3 separate regions of the Zea mays genome follow, and all the other regions are linked to region 1. A link is a contact called in public Hi-C data. All regions are on one chromosome and are shown on one strand. Each heading gives the region's core, a stretch centred on a gene start, on an enhancer-like site or on the middle of the called end of the contact. The rest is flanking DNA. Distances are from core to core; before and after follow the strand shown.

Region 1 (4,479 bases), core at 647-3,146:
CTGTAGTTTAACAAAGCTACCCTTGAGGCTTGGGCCATTTCTAGTGCACACTTTATCAGGGAACACTAGATTGAATGCTTATCCATATCATTAAAACAAGGCTGGAAATGCAAATTGAGATTGCATGTGCACGCACATGGTCAGTAACCCAGGCAGTATGGTGAAGCATGCATGCTCATACTTGGGTCCACACAGGACAGCATGATCGAGTCAACTTTAATTATTCTCCTTGCTATTATTGATGCCTTTCAATACTTTTATATTTATAGAAATTTGTCCTTCTTGTTGGTGGCTCATCTTGTGTTTCAACTCTATCCTACCCCAACTTGCTTGGAAAGGGCTGTTACTGCTGGTTTTAAACTGACAAGTACTAATTTTAGAGCATAAAAAAGATGGATAAATAAAAGAAGTGTTCGATTGTTTTCTTAAATCATGTAATTTAGCCCAAAAAAGCTATATGTGGTTCACCTAAGACGCCACAGCCTAATGTTAGGCGTACCACACTGGCTTAGGCATGTGTTTGGTGTTCTAAAGTTAGTCTGCCACGATTCCTTAGGCATGATTCTAGCCACTCGCCACACCAAAAAAATAATCGCCACACCTGTGGCGTCAGAATCTAGCACCCAACCCTACCACACTTTTTTCGTCATGCCTAACCTTAGACGCAGTAGCAAACCAAATGCATATCTAAGTGTAGTTGCTTAGCCACGCCACACATGTGGCAACCTGCTAAGCTTAGGTGTGGCGCCTTAGGCGTCAAACCAAACAGCCCCTATAACTTTCATCTTTGAAACCACAACCCCACCTTAGCATTAATTGAACCACAAAAGTAGCACATCATTGCCTTGTTCATCCATTTAAATATGTCCCGAGAGATAATTTGCAGTACTCTAGATCGAATGATCGATTGTGTAAGCCCCCTAGCCGCTGCACCTTCACCACACCAGCTAGAAGCAACGTGCTGTAGCATAACCATATCACCACAATTCAAAAATCTATGACACTGCAGCAAGACCTATCCCTTTGAAGTACAATGCGAATAAAAGCTCAAAACCAATTGGTACTGAATGAGCTTGGAGTACGCTGACTAAAATAAGAAAAAATACTAGCGCTTTTTTTACATGTATAACTGTTTAGGCAGGCAGCATTGCTAGCCTTAATGCAATGTTTACTGTAATAATCACAGGTCGCTTTATTTATTTTTTTTCCCAGATAAAGGGGTCGATAAATGATGCTTTGGTTCCTCTGTAGTGGCACATCAGTACAACATCCAAGTCAATCTCTTCATAATTGCAATATCCTGCAGGGAAACCCTGTGGCAGCTTAAAAACTGAACTCAAGGTTAACGTGGTACATGATACAGCAATTGCGCCAATGCTCTAGAAAAAGAGTCCTGCATCCCACGGGGAGTTGGTCGGGTAAGGCAATTTACTACAGACCGAAAGGTTAACAGCAGCTTTGCTTCAGCCGCCTATTCATTGCGCTGGCCAAATCATCAGGCATGAGACCTACCCTGCTAGTGCGCGACGACTCCAAATCCCCCCAACCCGATCCAACTACAGGGATGGAGGGAGGAGGGCAGCAGAGATGAGCGAGGGCTCGGGGCCTCACCTGACAGATGTCGCACTTGGGCACGGCCGGCGCGGGGGAGGCGGCGGCGGTGGCGGAGTCCGTCAGGAGCTGCACCCGCTGGTGCTTCCCGGCGAGCTTGTTGGCGGCGTGCACCTCCTCGTCGCAGGCGACGCATAGCGCGGCCTCGTCCGCGCAGCACAGCACCCGCGCCTCCGCGGCCCCGCACGCGTTGCACTGGATCCTCATCCCCGGCTCCCCGCTAGGGTTTTAGAGGACTGGGATTGGATCGGGGTCCCCTTTCTCTCTCTCCCTCCCTCCCTCCCCCGCACGGCTCGTGTCTGTGAGCTAGAGCTTTTTGAGTACGTGCGCGCTTGGCGAGGAGTGAGATACCTAGCTGCGAGGAAGCGAGCGCTGTTGCGTTTTGAGTAGGTGCGCGCTTGGTGGGGGTGCGGTACGGTTGGCGGTTGCTTCCGGGCTTCCGGTAGGGATCGGGGGGGAGAAGAATTAGACGACAGACGAAGCGGTGGTCAAAGCTCAGGCCGCAGGCGTGCAGTGCTGCGTGGGAGAGGGAGTGTGGGACGGGCGGAGGCGTCAGCTGCAGGCACAGCGGAGTGGGTGGACCGCGGACGTGCTCCGCCCCCCGCGTCCCGCGCGATGTCGGCACATTCCGTCCGGCAGATGCCGGTTTGCGCCAAATTTTGCATTCGATGGGTCCTCGGCTCCTCGCTGACATGTCTATACTCAGGGCCTGTTTGTTTACCTCCCAGATTATATAATCTGAATTAAATAATCCTAAGAGGCAAATAAACAGTCCAACTTATTTGCCCAGATTATATAATCTAACCCCTTGGATTATGATAATCCATAAGCAAGTGAGGAGGTGCTTATTTCAGATTATTTTTTTCCCACTTCCCCACTACCCTTTCAAGTTTCCTATAAATTACCCACCATTGCCATTATAATCCACCGAATCGTTTTTGTGCCTACTACTAGTCAATTTGGGGTGAAGAAGGTGACATGAATGCCTTCCGTGATAATATTGCTAATGCAATATTTGCCAATGTCAATTGAATTATTTTTTTTCATATATGAGTTTCAACCTAGTACAAATATAGAGGGCATTCTTGTCTTCCTCATACAAAAGAATACTATTAACAACTCAAATAATCTGGGTAAACAAACAGGACTACCCAGATTATATAATCCAGATTATATAATCCTCCAAAAATAATCCAGATTATATAATCCATGGGGGTAAACAAACAGACCCTCACATGGTCTCCCAAGGCATGTCATTTTTTTACGAATCATCTAGGTTCGTAGCCGATAGCAAAAGTGACGTTATTTTTTGAACGAAGGAGTACGTCGCAACTTTGATGTCGTTTGGTTAACATGTTGGTAATGTAATGGGTAACCGATAACGTTAAATCATATTTGTTTAAGTCCAACCGTAATCAAATATCACATTAGAAATAGATACCAATATATTCAAACTTGTTACTGTTGGTACTCAATTGTCAATCATTACTGTTGGGGACTTGTTCTCAAATGCTTCGAATTAAGAACAAGGCAACATAAAAAGTGTTAAATGTTAAAGTCCTTCGTCCTTCAAAACATTATATCCCTTCGGATATAATGAATTCCGGACGAAGGTTATGAAGGAAAAAACCCTTCGTAAGCTCGATAGATGATAAAAAAGAATTCATACATGAAATACGAATAATAATACAGATATTATTATCAACTTATTTTTATTTGCATTATCAAATTTGTAATAACAAATTATAAATGTACCTTCGAATTAACGGAAAGCAAAGGTACAGGCGTGATGCTAAAAGCCAATGCTAAGTCAGCGTGAACAGTACGGGAGTACTGTTCATCTATTTATAGGCGCGGGACGCAGCCCGTGTAGAATTACATTAATGCCCTTTACATTTATCAATAACTCTATAATAATTTTTTCAAGGTCTAATTTGGCTTTTCATCTTTAAGTCGGTTCCTCTTTTCTGCCGCCATGCCGAAACTCTTCTGCACATAGCTTCGTGATCATCTTATCCTTCGTCATGATCGCCTTTCGTCCCGCTCAAGCTTCGTCTTGACCAGACACTTGTATACCCGTAACCTGATTCCGAAGATACCTGTTCACATATTTCACTTGGAAAACATTATCAAATCATGTTTTTGAGGACCTTTGAAAGCCGAAGGCCCCCAACAGTAGCCCCTCGCAATATTAATTTGCTGTAATGATAAATTCATATTGCGACATGGACGAAGGCTTTAAGCCGAAGGTCCGAAAAAACACCTTCTCTTTGCTAGAATAGCAACAGTCATTGACAAGCGGGACCCTCCATTTTTCAACGCGCTAGGCGTATAAATAAGAGCTCACCACGAGTTTATTTGGCATGCTCTCTTGCCATCTGCTCTTGCTCACTCAACTTTTAGCCTGTGCGCGACAACACTTGTTTGACTTTTTAAATTTTTAAGCTTCGGTTTGGAGAGCACTTTCTCAGTGTTTGCGGAGATGTCTGAGGATAAGAAAGTTGTTGGTGATTCGAAGCTGAGCCTTTCTGAGGAGATGCATCTGGGTTTTCTTCAATCAATGTCAAAGACCAATACAGAGAAGATTACTAAGGAGATTTTGGAGGGTTTATCTGAAGATACTGGTGACAGTGACAGTTATGATGTGGATAGTGGTGGTGAAGACTCCGAAGATCGACCTTGGTGACCAAGCCATGCGGTCTTTGGTAAATCGAGTATTGAAGAAAGCCATCTTGTCAATATGAGGGGCATATATTTTCGGGACTTGTCTATTGTGAGGGCTGACGAAGGAGAGAAGACTTGTCCGACTCCCGAAGAAAATGAAATCGTGATATTCCGAAGCTTCTTAAAAGCTGGACTGCGATTTCC
Region 2 (4,479 bases), core at 1,299-3,798, 240 kb after region 1:
GTCAGTGGAGCGGCGAAGTGACTACGGTCACTTCGGCTCTGTCAACCGGAGGACGCGCGTCAGGATAAAGGTGTCAGGCCACCTTTGCATTAAATGCCCCTGCGATTTGGTCGGTTGGCGTGGCGATTTGGCCAAGGTTGCTTCTTGGTGAAGACTGGGCCTCGGGCGAGCCGAAGGTGCGTTCGTTGCCGTAGGGGGTCCTCGGGCGAGACGTAAACCCTCCGGGGTCGGCTGCCCTTGCCCGAGGCTAGGCTCGGGCGAGGCGCGATCGCGTCCCTTGAATGGACCGATCCTTGACTTAATCGCACCCATCAGGCCTTTGCAGCTTAGTGCTGATGGGGGTTACCAGCTGAGATTTAGGAGCCTTGAGGGTACCCCTAATTATGGTCCCCGACAATTTTATTGCGATTCCTCTCTCTCACTTCACTTATATAATTGCTAAGTTCAATACTCACCTTATGGAAGCAATTAAGTGAAGAAGTCTTCTCCTCGCAGTCCCTTCATTCAGACTTGGCTCTTGACATATCTAATCTAATATTAGACCAAGTTTTCTTTGTTGAGCCATTTTTTACAGGATCGCATATTCACCCCTCCTCTAGGTGCTCTCACTTTGTCTGTCCCTTGACAAATTTGTGCAACCAGAGGACAGAGTGAGATACTCCAAGCCAAGGTTTGGCTAACTCCGACATTGATGTAGGCAAGCATTTCAGGCTTGGCTGAACCACGAGATAAATCTATGTGTCTGTTGTGTGCTTTGCTCGGCAATGTTCTCTATCTCTCTGTTTTTTAATTTACTATTTGCACTTCACTAGTTATCTTTGGTATAAATTGTTCTTGAAGTGCATGCTAGATTGAGAGAGGAACTTCAATTTCACTGCGACCTACTCGACGTGATCTTCATTCCGCTGCGATCAGACTTTGAGTAGTGTAAGAAGTTCTAAGTTTTACTGTTATTTTTTATTCGCCTATTCACTCCCTCTAGGTGACATCCAGATCCTGTTTCTCGGCAAAGGGAACTTTCAGTAGCCATCAAGACGTATTCAAGGATCTCGATAAAAGAAGCTACCATGGGGTCCACCTACTAGGACCATCGCTAGGGACCCATGCCACGGGGACCTCCCCGCCACCAGCTAGAGGATGGACTTAATGTCGGGTAACTTGGCATCGAGACACCTTGAAGGGATAGTTATATCACTAAATATTGTAAAGAGCTACAAGGAGACCTAGGGTCCATAGAACCCTAGAGCGTTCTAAGCATTTGGACTCATGGTGCCCTACGATAACGTAAGCATGAATAATCTAAGTTTTTGAGGATACTTGTGTCCTAGGGCTGTGATTAGCGCTCTGGGCCCTCTGGGTTTCTCATGCCTTGGGGCGCTCTAAGAGTATGCCATCGAGGCCCCTCGTGCCCCGAGGCTCTCATGATAGTATGTCCCTAGGCCCCTTGGGTCTTAGGATGATCATGAGAGAAAGTCCTCGAGCCCCTCAAATCTCGAGGTGCTCATAAGTCTAAGTCCCGAAGCCCTCATGTGCTGGGCAGTTCGAGCCCTAGAGCACTCAATGGCACTTAGACGTTAGGGGGCGTTGTTGGCCACGAGATCCTTAAAGTCCTTAGTCTCGCATCACAAATGTAGTCGGGCTCCAAACTCCTTGGGATATGAAGGCCCATCAAAACAAGTGACTCAACATGCGAGATCCTTAAATTCCTTGGTCTCACATCACAAATGCAGCCTTGCCCCAAACTTCTTGGGGCTTAAAGCCCTATTAGAACAAGGTTCAGTGTAAGTGTATTCCTATCTTAAGACAGTAGGATGTGACTGGACCCACCAAGGTTAGTATGACCTTGCAAGTTGGACCCCACATCTAAAAGCCTCGGATGGGTCCATAGCATTGGCTTAACGGGTAAGTCTCAGACACAATCCATTTAATCTGTTGTATACAATATTACAGGCCTAACAAGTGTGCTATTGCTATGACTTAAGTTGTAGAGTACTCGATAACACTATGTAGTACCTACAACGATCATGTTGTCATGTGTGTGCACGCGAAGTGTACGATAAACTTAGGGTAAAAAAGTCAAACGAATTATAAATTAGAACAGAGAGAGTATAATTTTTAACCAAATTTTATGAAATGAGGCACTTTAGAGTAGTTTTTCTACGTAGAGCCTCATATTTTAATTTGAGACACTAGTTCGAGGCATTGTTGGAGATGCTCTAACTAATAAAACACATATATAATTTGTTAAGATTTTTTATTATTTTTAATAGTTTTTCATACGACGAATATATGGAAAACCAGCATTTTTTGCCAGAAAAAATAGATAGATGTCGATTTATGTTCAGTCATACCTATGCTTGAGCCCGAATTTGGATTTATGTTTAGATATAGAGAGATAGATATAGAATTAATTACAGATGTCACCTTTTTTTGACGAAACTAGTACGTGACCGTACAGCATCGACAGCACGAATCTCACGGTTCGGCCCCACCGTACCTGAAAGGAAATGACCGGTCCCGCCAACAAGTGTCAGGCTGCGCATCCCTCCTCTTCCCGTATCGTCTCCGTCCCCACGCGGCCACGCCTCCACAGGCCGCGTCGTTCCCGCCGGCATCTCATTCGCTCGTCTCCGCCGGTCGACGTTACGCCGCGTCGCCACACGCCCCCCCGGCCGCTCCTATCGCTACCACCTCTCCTCTCCTGAAGCCACCCGGACGCCGGACGCAATGGATTTTTCAACCGCATCTACCTCCTCTCCCCATGGCGCCGCCGCCCGCGCCGCCTGCTGACTGGACCCCTGATCTAAGGCCCGTAGCCAGCGTGCCCGTGCCCATCACCGTTCCGAGCCCGCGGGACCACACTCACCACCACCACCACCTAGTCGATCGTCGGGACACGCCGCGGGGCCGCGCGTGGGAGCCGGAGCGGAACCGGCGCGGAGAGGCGATGGACGGTGCTGCAGTGGTCAAGCTGATGTCCGGCGAGGCTGGGTATGTCTTAGAAGACGTGCCGCACGTGTCAGACTACCTCCCCGATCTCCCGGTGAGTACCGGCGATCCGTGCGAAGGTGATCGATCTGGTGTTTGACGCGGTGAATGGTTGATTGAATGATCGGTCGTTGTTGCTCGAGGAGACGAGGGCGAGGTTGCCCGCTGCGTGGCATCGTGGTTTGAGAAAGTGGAATCCTAGGATGATTGGGTGCGAATCTGCTAGAAGCCGAGAACCTTAAAAGTCGTCAGCGACTTCTGTTACGGCTTTCAGTTTATTGTAGGACTTTCGTGACTGGAACATCCAGTGCTTTTGTCTATAGCAAATTGGCAATCGCCATTTGAGTGATCGACGAAGTACATGCCCAACATTTCCACTCTTTTCTGGTTTCTAGTTTGCTCATCAGTTATAGGCGGTTTGGCATTAGTTATGGAGTGTACGGATGAAATGTTGAATCTGAGAGATACTCAGAAGTCACCGATTTGTGACTAGGGGTGGTGATAGACGATCCAAATAATTTTGATCTCTTAATTAATTTTAGTTCAGAAATAAATAGAAATATAACTTGATCCTAATGTGATTTAATCCTTAAATTTTATATTGTAAAATTTAGAGCTTATTACCACATCTATCTGTGACCATGACACATTTTTTGTTTCATGCTGCAGACCTACCCAAATCCATTACAAGATAACCCGGCATACTCCGTTGTGAAGTAAGCTTGAAGTTGCTGGCTTGATTAGTTCTGTTTTTTTCCTTTTCTGCGTTGTACCTAACTTGCTCTCTTTCTTCTCCCTTAGGCAATACTTTGTAAACCCAGACGACACTGTCTGCCAGAAGGTGAATTGTCGCTGAACTTGCAGTCCACTCACATTTTTTCTGTCAAGAAATACTTCACTTCTCCAAAATATTTACATCAATCCTCAATGTAGATTGTTGTTCACAAGGATGGCCCCAGAGGGAACCACTTCCGTCGTGCCGGACCTCGCCAAAGGGTATACAAACCTTGTGCTTTTCACATTCTCTACGCTAATAGCAAAGCTAGGAGATAAGGGGGAGACAATATAATATCACTAACCTTGTAAGTTTCTTTCAAAAACCTTGTAAGTTTCTTTCGTTCTTTGTAACCTCTGGTTGTCTTGGTTAGGTATATTTTGAACCGGATGAGGTCCATGCATGCATTGTCACTTGTGGAGGATTGTGCCCGGGACTTAATACTGTGATTAGGGAAATTGTATGTGGATTATCTGACATGTATGGTGTCACCAAGATACTTGGGATTCAGGTAAAGTACATTACATCATTCCATGAAGTCTACATAAAGTACACAATCAATCATTCTCCCACAGGAGTTCTTCAAGCACTCACTTGATGTCCTCATCTTTTTTTTTTCACAGGGTGGGTATAGAGGCTTCTATGCTCGCAACACCATCACCTTGACTCCAAAGATTGTAAATGACATTCACAAAAGGGGTGGAACTGTTCTCGGA
Region 3 (4,479 bases), core at 1,244-3,743, 190 kb before region 1:
CAAGGATCCATAATTTCATATCGTCTTAACAACACCAATGCATCTGTAGCTTACAAACATGAGAAAGAGATGGCTATGCCATCTTCTAACAATTATTAGTTTTAACTCATTACATTTGTTTAACAGTTACATTTGTTTAATTGTACATATTATGCCATCTTCGAACAGGCTGCAGCAGATTCTCTTGAAGTCACAAATAAAATGAGTCTTGATGTATTGCATATAAGCATATATGTGTTTTAACAACGCTGCCTACTTGTGGCACATTAAAAGCACTGGCCACTGAGCAATAGGAGACTCCACCGAAAACAATGGATCTGATTTGTACAAGTCAAATTCTCAATACTTGAAAACCTCCAAATATGTATCAACAGTGATTGATACTTTATGTTCTACTAGGTCAATACTCAATATTCAAATGTCCTGACACCTCAGGATAAATTAAATTTGAACATATCCTAGTTAAACAAGCAATTCACAGAAACAGAACAACATAACAGATTTCGAGCTAATTCCACGCAATAGCAAAAAAAAATATCAAGAAGCATTTCTTAGATGGAATGAAACAAGTACCTGACAGTGCTCCTCTGACAAAGCTTGATTTGAACGAATAATTTGATGCAGATCAGTATCCATCAATTCATAGGCAATATACACATCATTGAATGCCTCCCTCAATGGAGGAGGTATGATATCTCTTATTGCAACAATCTGCACCAAAAAAATGAATTTATGTCTCAAAGGTACATCACATCGAGCTCAAGTTGAACTTAAGTCAACAGCTCAGGGCAGGCTGAAAAGCACACACTTCATTCAAGCCACCCTGTAGTATAGCAAAGGCATACAGCTAAACGAAGTGAGCATTTATGCAACGCTTGTATAATGCAAAAATAAGACACAGCCTTTTGTCCTTAATTTTAAAATTTTGCTGTACATTACTCGTTAATATAGACAAGGTAGAGAAAAGCATGCAGTTTTCCCTTTTCTATGTTGTTTTACCACGTTAAGTAAAGTCAAGGTATAAGTAGCTGACCAAGGATGCACACGGTCTCAATCACGTACATTAATTAACTACTAAGCGCACCTTGCCTAATCTGAATTCCGAAGATTTGCTCCTACGCATAACCATCGAACAACTGAAAGGAACAGGAAGACACAACATTCGTGCAAATGGCTCATGTCAGCTTACTTAATTTATCAAGATAATGATTTAGCAGTTACAAATCTACTAATCGTAATCCAACTTATTTCAGCTCACTTCCAAACATGCAACAGGTTCCAAGTTGTAACGGCAGGCCATTCTTGTAACCGCCTTTCACATTCCGACATGAAAAACATACACTATGACATGCTAAAAACGATTCTTCGACCATATGCATAGACTGGCCAAATCCAACAAAATTGGGAATGCTGTGACTTAGTCCTTCCTCCTTCGCATTAAAGGTCCAAAATCAGCAAACATACCAAAAAGTCTACAGAAGTCTTTCCAGTACTTACTAACACAAGACCCTAGTGTCCTACCAACCGAGTATCCGCCACTATATTCCCATCCCATTGGGATGATCTAGCAAAAAGGCAAGCACTAGGTTGGTCCTCAAGTGACCCACTCACTTTTGACATCAGCAGGCAGGAGCACCATGCACTGCTGCTCCAGATTGTCTCGTCATTTCTGCCCTCAAGTTTTTCAAGAACACAATGAAAAGCATCCCAAAAGGTGGTTGGCTCCTCAAAAGGCATGGCTACGATTGGTATTCCCGAACTTCACCTCCCAGCCAAGACGAGGGAGGGGATGTTCTCCTAGGCTAGGCGAGCTGTCGCGAACGAAGTCAACCGTTTAAGTAACTAACCCCGACCTCCACCAAAATTCAATGCGACCAAAAGGCGAGCATTTAACGAGGATCTCCGGTATGCTCCTCGCTAAAAAAAAGGAAATTCTAGGACCGCTGGACGGATCGGGGGTGGCTCAGGCGACTGACATTCTCGTGGTCCATGTGGCGGAGCAGCTTGATCTCGCGGAGCGTGCGCTTGGCATCGATCTTGTTGTCGAAGGCGTTGGCGATCTTCTTGATGGCCACCTGCTCTGCCGTCTCGGAGTTGAGCGCCGAGCTGGGCAGGTCACAAATCAGAAGGCCAGTCAGTCGCACAACAAACGATGCGAATCGGAGTGAGGGGAGGGCGGGCGGACCAGACGATGCCGTAGGCGCCCTTGCCGATGGGGAGGATGGGGGGCTTGTACTTGGAGGTGACCTCGAACACGTTGCCGAAGATGTTGTACTGGATGAAGCGGCCACCGTGGCTGAGCGTCGCGTGGATGTTCTCCATCATCCCGGCCCCGCCCGCCGGCTGCTGCGGCGGCGGCGGCGGCTGCCCCCCGCCGCCCAAGCCGGCGTCTGTCATCTCCGTGTCCGGGGGCTGCCCCCCGCCGTCCATCGCCGGACCGGATTTAGATCGCGCCGAGGAGAGGGGGCCGGAAGGGAAAGTGCCAAAAGTGGGGGTGCAGGTGGGGCGAATATGCCCAATTCGTTGCTGCGAGTTTTGGGTTGCTTTCGAGGCTGAAGCTCCTCTCTCTCTCTCTCTATGTGTGTTTTATTATTTTTTCATTAAAATGATTGAGAGCGCAAAGTAGATGGTGAATATCTTGTTTATCCCGTAAAACGCTTTTTACTTTTGCTCTCAATCTTTGTAGAGACCTGTTCGTTTTCTCTCCAATTCATATGAATCCGAGATGATTAGATAGATTTCAATCCATAGTAAGTCAAAATCTCTACTAATTTTTTAATTACATACAATCTATGTGATATAGTAATAACTGAACAAGGCCTAGATTGGATGAGATTGGGTGGATTTAAATTCAAAATAAGTCAAAATCTTTCATAATTTTTTCCTAATCTCATCTAATCTATATGGGATATGAGATAAGAATAACCGAAAAAGTCCTAATAGTCAAATATATAGAGAGACTAGGAACGGACAACAAATGGTTTGTTTACCCGTTCGATTATTATAAAGTGAGAGAGATCAAAAGACATTGGTTCATGAACTGATGTCTTCTTGAAAATGTGTCTGTTCTTCATTTATGCTGATGAGATCATCAAATGTTAATTTCTTTTAATACCATCCTTAATCAAATCCATTTTTGTTGAGATCAACTTGGAATATATAACTATTTAATTTCTAATATGATCTTAAAAACCATGTGCGAAAAATAGATGATATGACATATATATCCTATGTTGATTTCACCTCACTAAAAACTTCATGCGATAAAACCTCTAAGTGAAAAAATCATATATTGAAAAGAGTATAGTATATAGAAAATTTCATATATTGAAAAGAGTATAGCATCAAAAACAAACAACACAAGTTAAAAAAAATCTAGACTTTCGTCCTTAAGTTATCACTCCAAAATTTGGAGTGTTAGTTTGAGAACAAAGGTCTTTAAAAGTAGATGTGAATAAAATAATATTAAACAAGATAATAATGAACAATAAAGTATAAAACTCATCTCGTGAGCCTTAGCATTATTTATTCCATCTTTCTTCGTATACATAAGTTCAGAAATATACCTTCGGCTTCTTTGCACAATATAGCTCGAAGGTACTCTGAAAGTTAAGCAAAGTGAAGCTTAAGGCCCTCCAAAAGTGAGGTTATGCATGACATTATTTACCTATTTATAGTCACGGGGTACAACTTTGATGAAATTATAATTCACACCCTCAAGACTATACATTTGAGATATACTACACAATGAGGGTGAAGTTGTCTTTTCCCTTCATCACTTTTGTGAGAACTTCAACTTCACCGTACTTCGTGTTTTGTCCATTGTTCCTTCACAGTAATATTCCGAATCATGCTTCTTTCCCTCTAACTAATCCATCCGAAGGTACTCTGAGCAAGGGTACTTATAATACTTAAAAATATATTAGAAAACAACCATTATCTTGGTGTTTTGAGGACCTTCGTAAGAAAAAGACCCCCAACAGTAATGTTAACTAGGTTATATTTTTGTGAGTGACACTCCTCTTGATTCTTGTAAATCTTTAAGTTGTCTCATACCTATTCTTTTAACATATTTTGAAAAATGTGGAATGTGTTAATGATTTTGTGAATAAATTAGTAATTTTATCACAATACTTAGTTTGCAATATATTCATGAGGATAAAACACTTTTGAGGCAATATGCCTTGTAATATTACTCTTAATATAATTTGCCTCTATCTAAACAACACATGCAACATAAAATATGGTTGGTTAATTAATTGGACCAATACCACAAAAAATGAGTTATGTTCTGCGAAGTCAAACACGTTCTTTAGAAGCTTCATATAATGCAATAATTTAAGAATCATTAGTGGAAGTAACTAATGCAGTTTGTTTGGAGGAGTTCTATGGGATAGCGGTTCCACCTTGTAAATATACAAAACTGGTTTATGATTTGGCATTATAGGGATTAGATAAATAGTCAGTATTTGTATATCC

Evidence for each region. A called contact is a pair of places that touch in the nucleus more often than the background predicts.
Region 2: a contact with region 1 is called in a Hi-C map of tassel, with 3 times the contacts expected there. The contact joins the promoter of LOC103629493 here to the promoter of LOC103629496 in region 1. A contact is called at or near these places in 3 of 25 Hi-C or Micro-C datasets (ear, leaf and tassel).
Region 3: a Hi-C map of endosperm shows a contact between it and region 1, with 1.9 times the contacts expected there. The contact joins the promoter of LOC100286386 here to the promoter of LOC103629496 in region 1. A contact is called at or near these places in 7 of 25 Hi-C or Micro-C datasets (bundle sheath, ear, endosperm and 2 more) and 1 of 3 datasets of contacts at active chromatin or transcription factors (leaf).

Annotation. Positions count from the first base shown.
Region 1 is chr6:83,800,305-83,804,783 of Zm-B73-REFERENCE-NAM-5.0, reverse strand. LOC103629496 (probable salt tolerance protein) reads right to left here and starts at 1,896. Exons shown (of 3, transcript NM_001346834.1): 1 at 1,612-1,896. The coding sequence starts at 1,818.
Region 2 is chr6:83,564,861-83,569,339 of Zm-B73-REFERENCE-NAM-5.0, reverse strand. It overlaps LOC103629493 (ATP-dependent 6-phosphofructokinase 7), which reads left to right and starts at 2,548. Exons shown (of 14, transcript XM_008650598.2): 1 at 2,548-3,043; 2 at 3,658-3,704; 3 at 3,790-3,829; 4 at 3,922-3,984; 5 at 4,137-4,274; 6 at 4,387-4,479. The coding sequence starts at 2,762.
Region 3 is chr6:83,989,291-83,993,769 of Zm-B73-REFERENCE-NAM-5.0, reverse strand. LOC100286386 reads right to left here and starts at 2,493. Exons shown (of 6, transcript NM_001159273.2): 1 at 2,186-2,493; 2 at 1,977-2,106; 3 at 574-711. The coding sequence starts at 2,430.